Regions from separate parts of the Ovis aries genome. Here regions 2 and 3 are each linked to region 1. Evidence: chromatin contacts called from public Hi-C data. All regions are on one chromosome and are shown on one strand. Each heading gives the region's core, a stretch centred on a gene start, on an enhancer-like site or on the middle of the called end of the contact. The rest is flanking DNA. Distances are from core to core; before and after follow the strand shown. Region 1 holds the start of SLC3A2 (solute carrier family 3 member 2). Region 2 holds the start of MTA2 (metastasis associated 1 family member 2). Region 3 holds the start of EEF1G (eukaryotic translation elongation factor 1 gamma).

Region 1 (3,068 bases), core at 442-2,941:
ATTCTTTTGGTATTTGTTTTGTCACTTTTGTTTCGCTGGGACATGCATGGGGACAACACTGCCACCAAAGTAGTGAAAATTGGTTCTTTTGGAGCAGGAAGAGGGCAGAAAATCCTAGATATTACACAGAAGCTTTCTGGCCCTCTAAAGGGCCGCAGTATATAAGCAAATACACAGTTATATGTGTTAGTTGCTCAGTCATGCCCAACTCTTCGCGACCCCATGGACTACAGCCCACCAGGCTCCTGTGTCCATGAGATTTTCCAGGCAAGGATATTGGAGTGGGTTGCCATTTCCTTCTCCAGGGGATCTTCCCAACTCAGGGATCGAACCCGGGTCTCCTGCACTGCAGGCAGATTCTTTACGGACTGAACTACAAGGGAAGCCCTACACAGTTATATTAAGTTAGAGGGGGAAATGCTTTTTAGTTTTAAAGGCTCCTGGAGAGAGGAAGACAACAAGAAAAAAAATTGAGAAACAGTATCCAAGGATCATGCCATTTGTTTCCTGTGTACTTGTTTGCCCCCTAAATACCCAGAGAAGTGATAGTGATCAAAAGTGCAGGTTCTGTCATCAAGACTGCCTGGGCTGATTTGCACCTGGGCTGATATTTCTTAGCTGGGTAACTCTGAGCAAGTTAATTAACCCCTCCAGATCTCAGGCTCCTCATCCCTAACATTACCTTATGGCCTCCTCCTAGGGTTGCAGTAGTAAATGAGATCATCCAGGAGACCACACAGTAAGAGCTTAATAAATGGTTATAAAATGTACATATAGTACATTTTTAAAACGGTCATGTACCCTAGGTATGCATTACAAATGATTAAACTACAACTGGTTGTCCTCAGTAACAAGGGTATAGATGACTGGAACCACCCTGCCTGTCAGGCGGGAGTTGTACGCGGCTCTGCAAAAGCTTTTTACACCTAGATTCCCTCCAGGTAATCTGCATTAAGGGGCTTCCCAGGTGGCGAAGTTGGTAGACGACTCCTGCCAAGGCAGAAGAGGAAGGAGATGCGAGTTCGATCCCAGGGTTGGGAAGATCTCTTGGAGTAGGGAGGAGCCCCTGGAGTAGGAAATGGCCTCCAGTATTCTTGCCTGGAAAATTCCATGGACAGAGGAGCCTGGCCGGCTACAGTCCATGGGATCGCAGTCAAACACGACTGAGCGCACACACACACACACACACACACACAATGTCCTTAAAACGGCGTTTTAAATGTCGGCTAACGCTAGCCCCACTACAAGCTCCGAGCAAAATCGGACCAGACAGTAAGACAAAGGTGGCCGGTTACAGAAAATATCCTAAAACTGTTATAATATTTCAAGAGCACCTACAACCTGATTCACTTTCCCAAAACGGTTCCATGCAAGAGCCCTCCACTCGAGATCGGCCCGGGGCCCAGTAATACCTGAGTCGCCCCCCGCGCTGGGCCCCTGAGGACCAAGCCCCTGAGGACCAGGCCCAGAAGGCTCGCTGGGCGGCTGGCTTGGAACCGAGATGACGCCAGCGGAGGGTTCATGAGGCTCGTGGTCCATGGATTAGGACTCTGCACGCGGATCTAGAGTGTGTGCAAGCAAGGGAATGCTCAGGGAAGGGTGTGGGTCAGTCAGCTGTGACCGACACGGAGCGTCAGTCCAGGATCTGCGCGAAGCAGGTAACTCGCCGCCTGGGCGCCAAAAGAAGTCGCAGTAAAGAACCCACGGCACCACATTAGTCGCGCCTGCGCACACCCTAAGACGCATGCGCACCTTTTTCGCGCCACCGCTTCAGGAGGCGCACAGCCTCTCGTACTTCCTCTAGAAATCTCTACCCACAATCCACCCATTTCCCTCTGCGCTTGCGCCCGCCGTAGTCCCGCCCCCAAATCCCGTGGGCCTTTGCGAGATAGTATTTATGTGTCTCGCGGTAGCCTCTCAGTCTCATTTATCCACAGCTCTTGGTAAGTGATTTGGTTTGTTGAGGTTTACGAGGAAAACGCCCGTGCAAACGTGTCCGGGCCTTGGCCTCTCTTTGTGGTACCTATTGGGTTCGTGGGGGAGGAGAGAAAACGTGACCTTAGTGTTGAGGCCTTGAAGGGACGGGGGCTTTGTGAAGGACAAGATGGCGATGGCCGGCCGTGCCGACAGGCCTCTCTGTGATGAGACCCTTTTCACAGACCTGTACTGAACTCTGTGAGGATAAGAAACTCTGAGGAGGCCGGCCTTGCATGGCAACGCAGTCTTAGCTCCGGGAAACAAAGCGTTTACCAGACAGTGCTGACCCAATATCATTTGTTTGCAGGGTTCGGACGCGCGCCAAACGCTGAAGGATCTCAAACCGGTCTCATTGGAGTAAGTGCTCCTGGCCTCCCTTTACTGTCCTTTTTTTCTTCCTTGCTGAATATGCGGGAGTCCGACGGGATGTGCTACGGGGATGATTTCAAAAATTGAACTCTCTCTTTCTGATGGATTAGTGGAGAAAACAAAAACTCTGAGTAGCACCATCCGTAGCAGACGTTTGGGCTTTTAGCCCTGCGTTAAGGCACTAACGTGGGACAGTCAAACTACGAGATATAAAAGTAAGAAAGGGTATTGTTTTTTTCTCCCAGATGTGGTTTAATTCAAAGGAGCTTACAGATTGGAGGATGAGACAAGACTTAACCCTCTGTGGATCAAGTGTGGTGATGCTGCAGGTGGGTACCCGATGCTTTATGCAGATGGGGGGGTAGAAGCACAATGTCGGGATGGGACTTGCTGGTTGAAATTGCACTGGCCACTCCATGATGAATGTAAAATGACAAGCATATGCCTGAACTCAAAAATGATGTCATCTTACTACTGAGAAGTGGGCCTGGAATGCTCCAGGGTCTTTTAATGGTAGTTCTCGAGTACTAAAAAATAATGGCTCATTTTTCTGTTTCCAGCATCTCCTCACCAGTCTTGAGGAATTCAACTGCCTCCCAGAGTGAATGCAGGTAAGTTTTCAAATGGGAAGTTTGTGGTCTGTGGTGGTTTCAACAACCCCGAGAGCAAATGGTCAGTGGAGCAGTGTTTTTGCTCCTTCCAACTTGTTCCTCTTGGAATGA
Region 2 (3,021 bases), core at 489-2,988, 210 kb after region 1:
CCACGTCTTGTTCCCACCAGGCCTTAAGAGAGTTGAAAAATGTACTAGGAAAAAGATTGTTTTGGAAAAGTTTCTCAGGACAGGTGTGGAGGGGTTGACTTATCGAGAGAGGAGAACTTCAGATGAGAACTCAGGAAGCACAAGGGGCTGGGTTTTGCCCTGGGCTGAGGGCTACCACTCTGACCAGATCACATGCTGTGGCCTCAAGCCAGTCTTTCCAATTTGGCCTCCCATGTCATCCTCCCCACGGAGGACAGGGTGAGAACTGAGCTGGGTGGGCTCCCTCTCCCCAGGGGATGTGGCTGGAGGCTGTAAGCTGCTGAGGAATCGCTATGAGAGCCGAGACCGGGAGTGGGCCACCTACACCTGCGTGCTGGGCTTCCATGTCTACGGTGAGAAGGGGCACAGGGCCGTGGAAACCTGCGTGAGTGTGGGGGGACAAGGTGCAGCCAGCCTGGGGCTCGGAATGCTGGACATGTGTAGGGGGTGGACGTCAAGAAACTGGCAGATCCAGCCCAAGAGCCGCCCCCCTCCCCCACCTCCGCCACTGGCCCTCGGGACTGGGAAGGATTGCCAGGAACGTGGTGGGTGGGTGGCCGGGCTGCCTGAGCTAGGGGGGAAATGGTGCAGCTCTGGACCGCGGGTGGGGGCGGGGAGGTCGGGCTGAGGCCGGCTGCTGTGACAGGCGTGTGGCCAGATGGCTCGGATGGAACTGACATCAACTCCCTGTGCCGCTCCCACAACGAGCGCGTCGTGGCCGTTGCCGACGACTTCTGCAAAGTGCACCTCTTCCAGTACCCGTGCGCGCACGCCAAGGTGAGGCCTCCCGGGGCCTCCGGGGTGGGGCGGGCGGCCGGAGCTCCTCGGCCGCTGCAGCTCCATCTTCTCTCCTGCCCAGGCGCCGAGCCTCGTGTACGGTGGTCACGGCAGCCACGTGACCAGCGTCCGGTTCACGCACGACGACTCGCACCTCATCTCGCTGGGCGGCAAGGACGCCAGCATCTTCCAGTGGCGAGTGTTGGGCGCTGGGGGCACGGGGCCGGTGCCCACCACGCCCTCTCGAACCCCCTCCCTGTCCCCTGCCTCCTCTCTTGACGTCTGACCCCTGCCGGACTGGACCCACCGGCCCTGCAGTGTGGCCCTGCCCCCACCCACCCAAATTCCCCAGGACCGAGGTGACCCTGTCCTCGACTTCGAGACATTCCCAAAAGTGCATTTCCTTGGAGGGGGCGAACGGCACCCCTGCACACACTGTATAGACCCGCTGGCTGAGCCGGGCAGCCCCAGCCTGGGCCCTGACTCCCGCTGCCTGCTGAGGGGCAATAAACCAAAAGCAAAGTCGCCTCCCGGTCCTTTTGTGGGGCGCGGCTGGGCGCCTCGGGGCTTTATGGGGGCGGGGAGGAAGGCAAAGGGGAATGCGGAAAAGGTGAGGGAGGGTGGACTTTTTATGCAAATAACAGGCGAAGCCTCTTGCAAATAACTGCGAGGCTCAAAGGCCCTTCGAGTTTTTCGCGGCCGCTGGTGGAGCTGCAAGACTCCGGCTAGCAGAGAGTTAAGCCCAACTCCTCTCCCCGCCCTCGGAGGCGGGGCCGAGCCGCAACGGAAATAGCCGAGTGCCGGGCCGCGGTTGGCCGGAGGGAGCCGAACTTCTTCCGGAAGTAGCCGAGCTTTGCGGGCTTGCTCTCCGACCGGAGCCGAGTGCTGGGCCTTGTTCTCCGGATCCGCCGAAGGTGTTCCGGAAGGAGGCGAACCCCGAGGCGGGCCGGCAAGTCTTCGCGGCGGCCCTCAGAGTCCAACGTCTGGTGGGACTCGGCGAGGGCGGAGGTAGTTGCAGCCTGCCTCCGGTCCGGCGGGATCCGAGCTCGTTCCGGAAGAAGCCGAGCGGACCGGCGCCGGTCTCGGCGTCCCGGGCGTGAGGCTATAGAGGCGGCGGCGACAGCGCGGGCCGGGATGAGCCGCGACGGCTGAGGCTGCGGAGGCGCCGGCTGCGCGGGCCCGACTGAGACTTCTGCGAAGCGCCGGCCCCGCGCTCAGGGCTTCGCTTCGAGTCCTGCCCTCGGGAGCCTTCCGGACCCCTTTGTGCGGCCGGAGGCGGCGGCGGCGGCGGCGGGAACGGCCATGGCGGCCAACATGTACCGAGTGGGGGGTGAGTACCGGGTGTTAGGGGCTTCGGGACTCGGGGCGGGAGAGGCTCGGCTCCCAGCGGCGCGGGGACCCGCGTCTGGGGCGGCGTGGTCCAGAGCGCGGACCGGAACCGGAACCGGGAGCATGGGGAGCGAGGGCGCGGGGATCGCGACGCGCCCGGGCTCCGAGACTCCCGGGGAGGCTGCGGGCGGCCCGACGGCACTCTCAGGGCAGCGTCTGGGCCGCCGGGGTCGTGGAGTGGGCTTGCGAAAGTGGTTCCAAAGGGGCTGACAGGGCAGGCAGGGGGCGCGAAGGGCCGGCGCAACTGCTTGGCCACCAACGGGGGAGCGGCCGGGAGGTTTCCTTTTCCCAGGCGTTATTGTGCGCCTCGGTTCACAAAGGTGGGGGCCCTGTACAGGGATGAGCAATTGCTCTCCTGAACGAGACCGGGATGCAACTCCATCGCTGAGTTGTGGGGACTGCTGAGCAGGGGAACCCCCTGCTTCTCTTGTCTCCTCCTTAAGGCTCACTTTTGAGCGGAGGATCTGATTTAATAACTGGGTGATTAGGGGGTGGAACGTCCGTCCATTATTTTCTGCTAGTCTGTACACTTCCACATTTCTGCGTCCTCTCTACCTAGACCCTTATCTCCTTTTGGTCTACTCAGGCCTCCTTTCGCTCCTCCCACTCTGGTGCTGGACTCTCCCATCTACTCCTCTGATCTTCCCGGTTCTTCCCCCACCCCCTCCTACAGATTACGTCTATTTTGAGAACTCCTCCAGCAATCCTTACCTGGTTAGAAGGATTGAAGAGCTCAACAAGGTGAGTAGAGCAGAGGCCCGCCACTCCCCCCCTACCCAGCAACCTCCGTCTTCTTTTTTCAGAGATCTGTAACTT
Region 3 (3,054 bases), core at 449-2,948, 230 kb after region 1:
AAAAAGCTGTGAGGAGGAGCCAGAGGAGCAGCAGGGATGTGCAGGGGAGCACGGTGAAGATGGCGTGGAAGAGATGGTCATAGAGGTTGGAGAGTCGGTGCAGGACTGGGTGATGCGGAGCCCTGGGCAGCCGGGGGAGCTGCCCCTGATGACTGGAAAGCATCTAGCCACTAGAGAAGAGGGGCAGTCAGGCACCACAGCGCTGGCCGAGCAGGGGCCCAGAGGACCTGAGGCAGCCTGTGAAGGGTCTCAGGCTGAGGCCGAGAAGCGGGTGTCGCTCGCAGTGAGCTGGCGCTGCGCCTTGTGGCACCGTGTGTGGCAGGGGCGGCGGCGTGCCCGGAGACGCCTGCAGCAACAAATCAAGGAAGGAGGTGGAGCTGGTGCTGGCTCGGGAGCAGAGTGGCTGGCAACTGAGGCTCAGGTCACCCGGGAGCTGCGGGGACTGAGCAGTACTGAACAGAGGCCAGAGGCCGAGCCACTCCTGACCTTCGTGGCATCCGCCTCCCAGGCTGACCAGAGTCTCACTGTGACCCCACTCCAGGATTCTCAAGGCCTGTTCCCTGATCTCCATCATTTCTTACAGGTTTTTCTCCCTCAAGCACTTCGAAATCTACTTAAGTGAAGATGGGAACCCTGAAAGGCAATAAAGCTGCTAGTTTAATGAACACTAGTTTCCTCTATTTCCACCTGGTGATAATACTCCTTCCCCGACTAAGTGCTTAGTGCACCCTCAGAGGTACCTTGTCTTGTCACCCTAAAATAAGTCTGTCTCCCAGGCTGTTTCCTTTCATGCCCAGGGCAAGTGATTGGCACCTGGACACTCTCAGTACTGAGTTCTGGAAAGATGGAGTGCTGGGTGGGTGGCTTAAGCTGCACCTGGAAAGAACCAAGTTTCCTTCCTCATTTACATTACTGCCCAGATTATGAATGGTGACGGGCTTGAAATTTGGGTCCAGGGTTCTAAATCCATTCTCTTCATATTGGGTAAAAAATGTTCAGATCTGAGTATGGGTAAAGGGCAACCCCTCATTTGAACTGTCAGCCCCTCCAAGGTGACAGAACTTGGCTGTGTTCTCCCTCAGTCCCTCCCCTGTTGCGGGTCCCGGAAGAGTGCCTCTTAGTAACAGCACCTGTGAGCTGCAAGGTGGTTTAATGGAAAAAGCCTCACTTTTACGGAGGGTTTCAGACCTGGGCTTGGGTCAGATGTACAATCTCTCCTCTAGAAAGCTGTAACAAAAGGAGCGTGGGACCCCGTCATCTCCACGCAGTTGCCACCCCAATGCGTCACGCGACCACGATGTTGTGGGTCTGGCACGACCTTCACCAAATCACCATGGGCCAGGCGACCCGGAGGGAAACGCCTCTGGTGCCCCGCAAGATGCCGAGCTGGCAGCTCTGCCACGTAGCTGCAGAGGGGCGGCTTTCCAGGCAAGACTCAGCGTCTCCGCGCGGTCTACCTCCACGTCCGGACTCGGATTGGCCATCCCCCACTGCGCCGGCGCGAGTTTTTTCCGCGCTGGCCAGTAGGCCCCACCCACTTCTTTTTCCATTCAGCTGCTGCGGGATACCGAACTGTCGTGCGTAAGCCTTCTATGCCGTCCTCGCTTTCCGGCTGCTGTTTCTCCACGGCTCTCCCCTTCCCCCCTCCCTTCTCTCCCTGACGGCTTACTTTGCGGCAGCGCGGAGAGCCCCACCCCCTTTCTCTGCGGAATCACCATGGCGGCTGGGGTAAGTTTGCCGGCTCCGGCGATCCAGGTCATCCTATCCGACGCCATCCTCTGCCCGAGCAGGCTCAGCCGGCGTCAGAGGGGTTCTGCAGCTGAGTCGGGAACTGATCCGGGGTTTGGAGATCGTACTGTTCGAGAGTAGGGCCTCCAGGCCCCAGAGGGGAACTGAGGCTAGGGCTCTGGGAGGCAGAAGAGGTGGAAGGGTCTGGGGTAGAGGAGAAAACGGATGCCGGATTCTGGCAATCTGGAGCTTGATAAAGCAGTTCGGGTTCATTGCCGCCTCGAGACGTGGGATCCGGGCAGGTTGGCAAAACTTTTGCGACCGTTTTGTGGGGCAACAGGAGGGACAGGGCGAAGAGGAAGGTCTTTATGGGCAGGTACGGCTGGCCACGGTTAAGGGTGGTCCGGTGGGGAGGTTGGGGAGCGAGAAGAGTCTCTGGACAGGGAAGTCAGGCCAGTTGGACCTCCCTGGCCAGGTTAATAGAAGGGGAGAAGGCAACCCGGAGAACTCACTGCGGGACAGGACCGAAGAGATGGAATGCGTGACAAGAAATGAAAGGGTTTTTAGGGAGACCGAGTTGATTTAAGATGCCATTCGGTTCCCGTGGCTATTTGGAGTGGGCTCGGAAATGTCTTGGTCGATGTGTGTGTCTTGGAAACAAGCGTGATACTTCTGATGGGTGAGCGGCTCAGCAGTAGAGTAGTCAGGCACTCGGCAACCATGAATGAATGAACAAGGGCTCTGGGAAGGGAGGGCTGTGTGTTTGTCGGCAGATGGAGTCTGAGGGACCTAGAAGTTCTGTATTTCTTGGAACTATATTTGAGGGGAAGAGAATGCTTCTAGAGACGTCCTTAGAGAAGGTCAAATCTGTCAACAAGCTTTATTTAGCAGTCGGTGTGTAGTTCTGTCCTCGGTATTTCAGGGGACTCTGGTTACACTTGACGGCAGACACGGAAGAACTAACTTGGTTCACCAGAGGGAGTGAGGTGAAATGGATTGGGATTACTCAGGGAAGTCATTGCTTGGAAACACTTAAGACTGGGACCCTTCTAGTCATTAATGTTTCATTCCCCATCTTTTCCCCACAGACCCTGTACACATATCCTGAAAACTGGAGGGCCTTCAAGGCCCTCATTGCCGCTCAGTACAGCGGGGCTCAGGTCCGCGTGCTCTCCGCACCACCCCACTTCCATTTTGGCCAAACCAACCGCACCCCCGAATTTCTCCGTAAATTTCCTGCTGGCAAGGTGAGTAGGGAAGTGGAAGAGGGGCCTTTGGTCCTGAGAATCCAAGGAGAACTGAGAAGCCATCACTCTGAAAATGGCT

Evidence for each region. A called contact is a pair of places that touch in the nucleus more often than the background predicts.
Region 2: a Hi-C map of muscle shows a contact between it and region 1, with 4 times the contacts expected there. The contact joins the promoter of MTA2 here to the promoter of SLC3A2 in region 1. A contact is called at or near these places in 6 of 16 Hi-C or Micro-C datasets (blood, hypothalamus, muscle and 2 more).
Region 3: a contact with region 1 is called in a Hi-C map of blood, with 3 times the contacts expected there. The contact joins the promoter of EEF1G here to the promoter of SLC3A2 in region 1. A contact is called at or near these places in 3 of 16 Hi-C or Micro-C datasets (blood and hypothalamus).

Annotation. Positions count from the first base shown.
Region 1 is chr21:37,694,733-37,697,800 of ARS-UI_Ramb_v3.0, reverse strand. It overlaps SLC3A2 (solute carrier family 3 member 2), which reads right to left and starts at 1,691. Exons shown (of 10, transcript XM_060404045.1): 1 at 1-1,691. LOC114110053 (a long non-coding RNA gene) reads left to right here and starts at 1,884. Exons shown (of 12, transcript XR_006057536.1): 1 at 1,884-1,943; 2 at 2,285-2,334; 3 at 2,592-2,675; 4 at 2,907-2,957. LOC114110199 (small nucleolar RNA SNORD27) reads left to right here and starts at 2,758; the gene lies at 2,758-2,829. LOC114110200 (small nucleolar RNA SNORD26) reads left to right here and starts at 2,409; the gene lies at 2,409-2,482. It also overlaps LOC114110194.
Region 2 is chr21:37,482,298-37,485,318 of ARS-UI_Ramb_v3.0, reverse strand. It overlaps MTA2 (metastasis associated 1 family member 2), which reads left to right and starts at 1,738. Exons shown (of 18, transcript XM_027959366.2): 1 at 1,738-2,146; 2 at 2,879-2,946. The coding sequence starts at 2,119. EML3 (EMAP like 3) reads left to right here. Exons shown (of 22, transcript XM_027959365.2): 20 at 294-392; 21 at 686-816; 22 at 899-1,341. The coding sequence ends at 1,102.
Region 3 is chr21:37,461,531-37,464,584 of ARS-UI_Ramb_v3.0, reverse strand. It overlaps EEF1G (eukaryotic translation elongation factor 1 gamma), which reads left to right and starts at 1,698. Exons shown (of 10, transcript XM_027959367.3): 1 at 1,698-1,728; 2 at 2,817-2,975. The coding sequence starts at 1,717. It overlaps TUT1 (terminal uridylyl transferase 1, U6 snRNA-specific), which reads left to right. Exons shown (of 10, transcript XM_042237903.1): 10 at 1-665. The coding sequence ends at 622.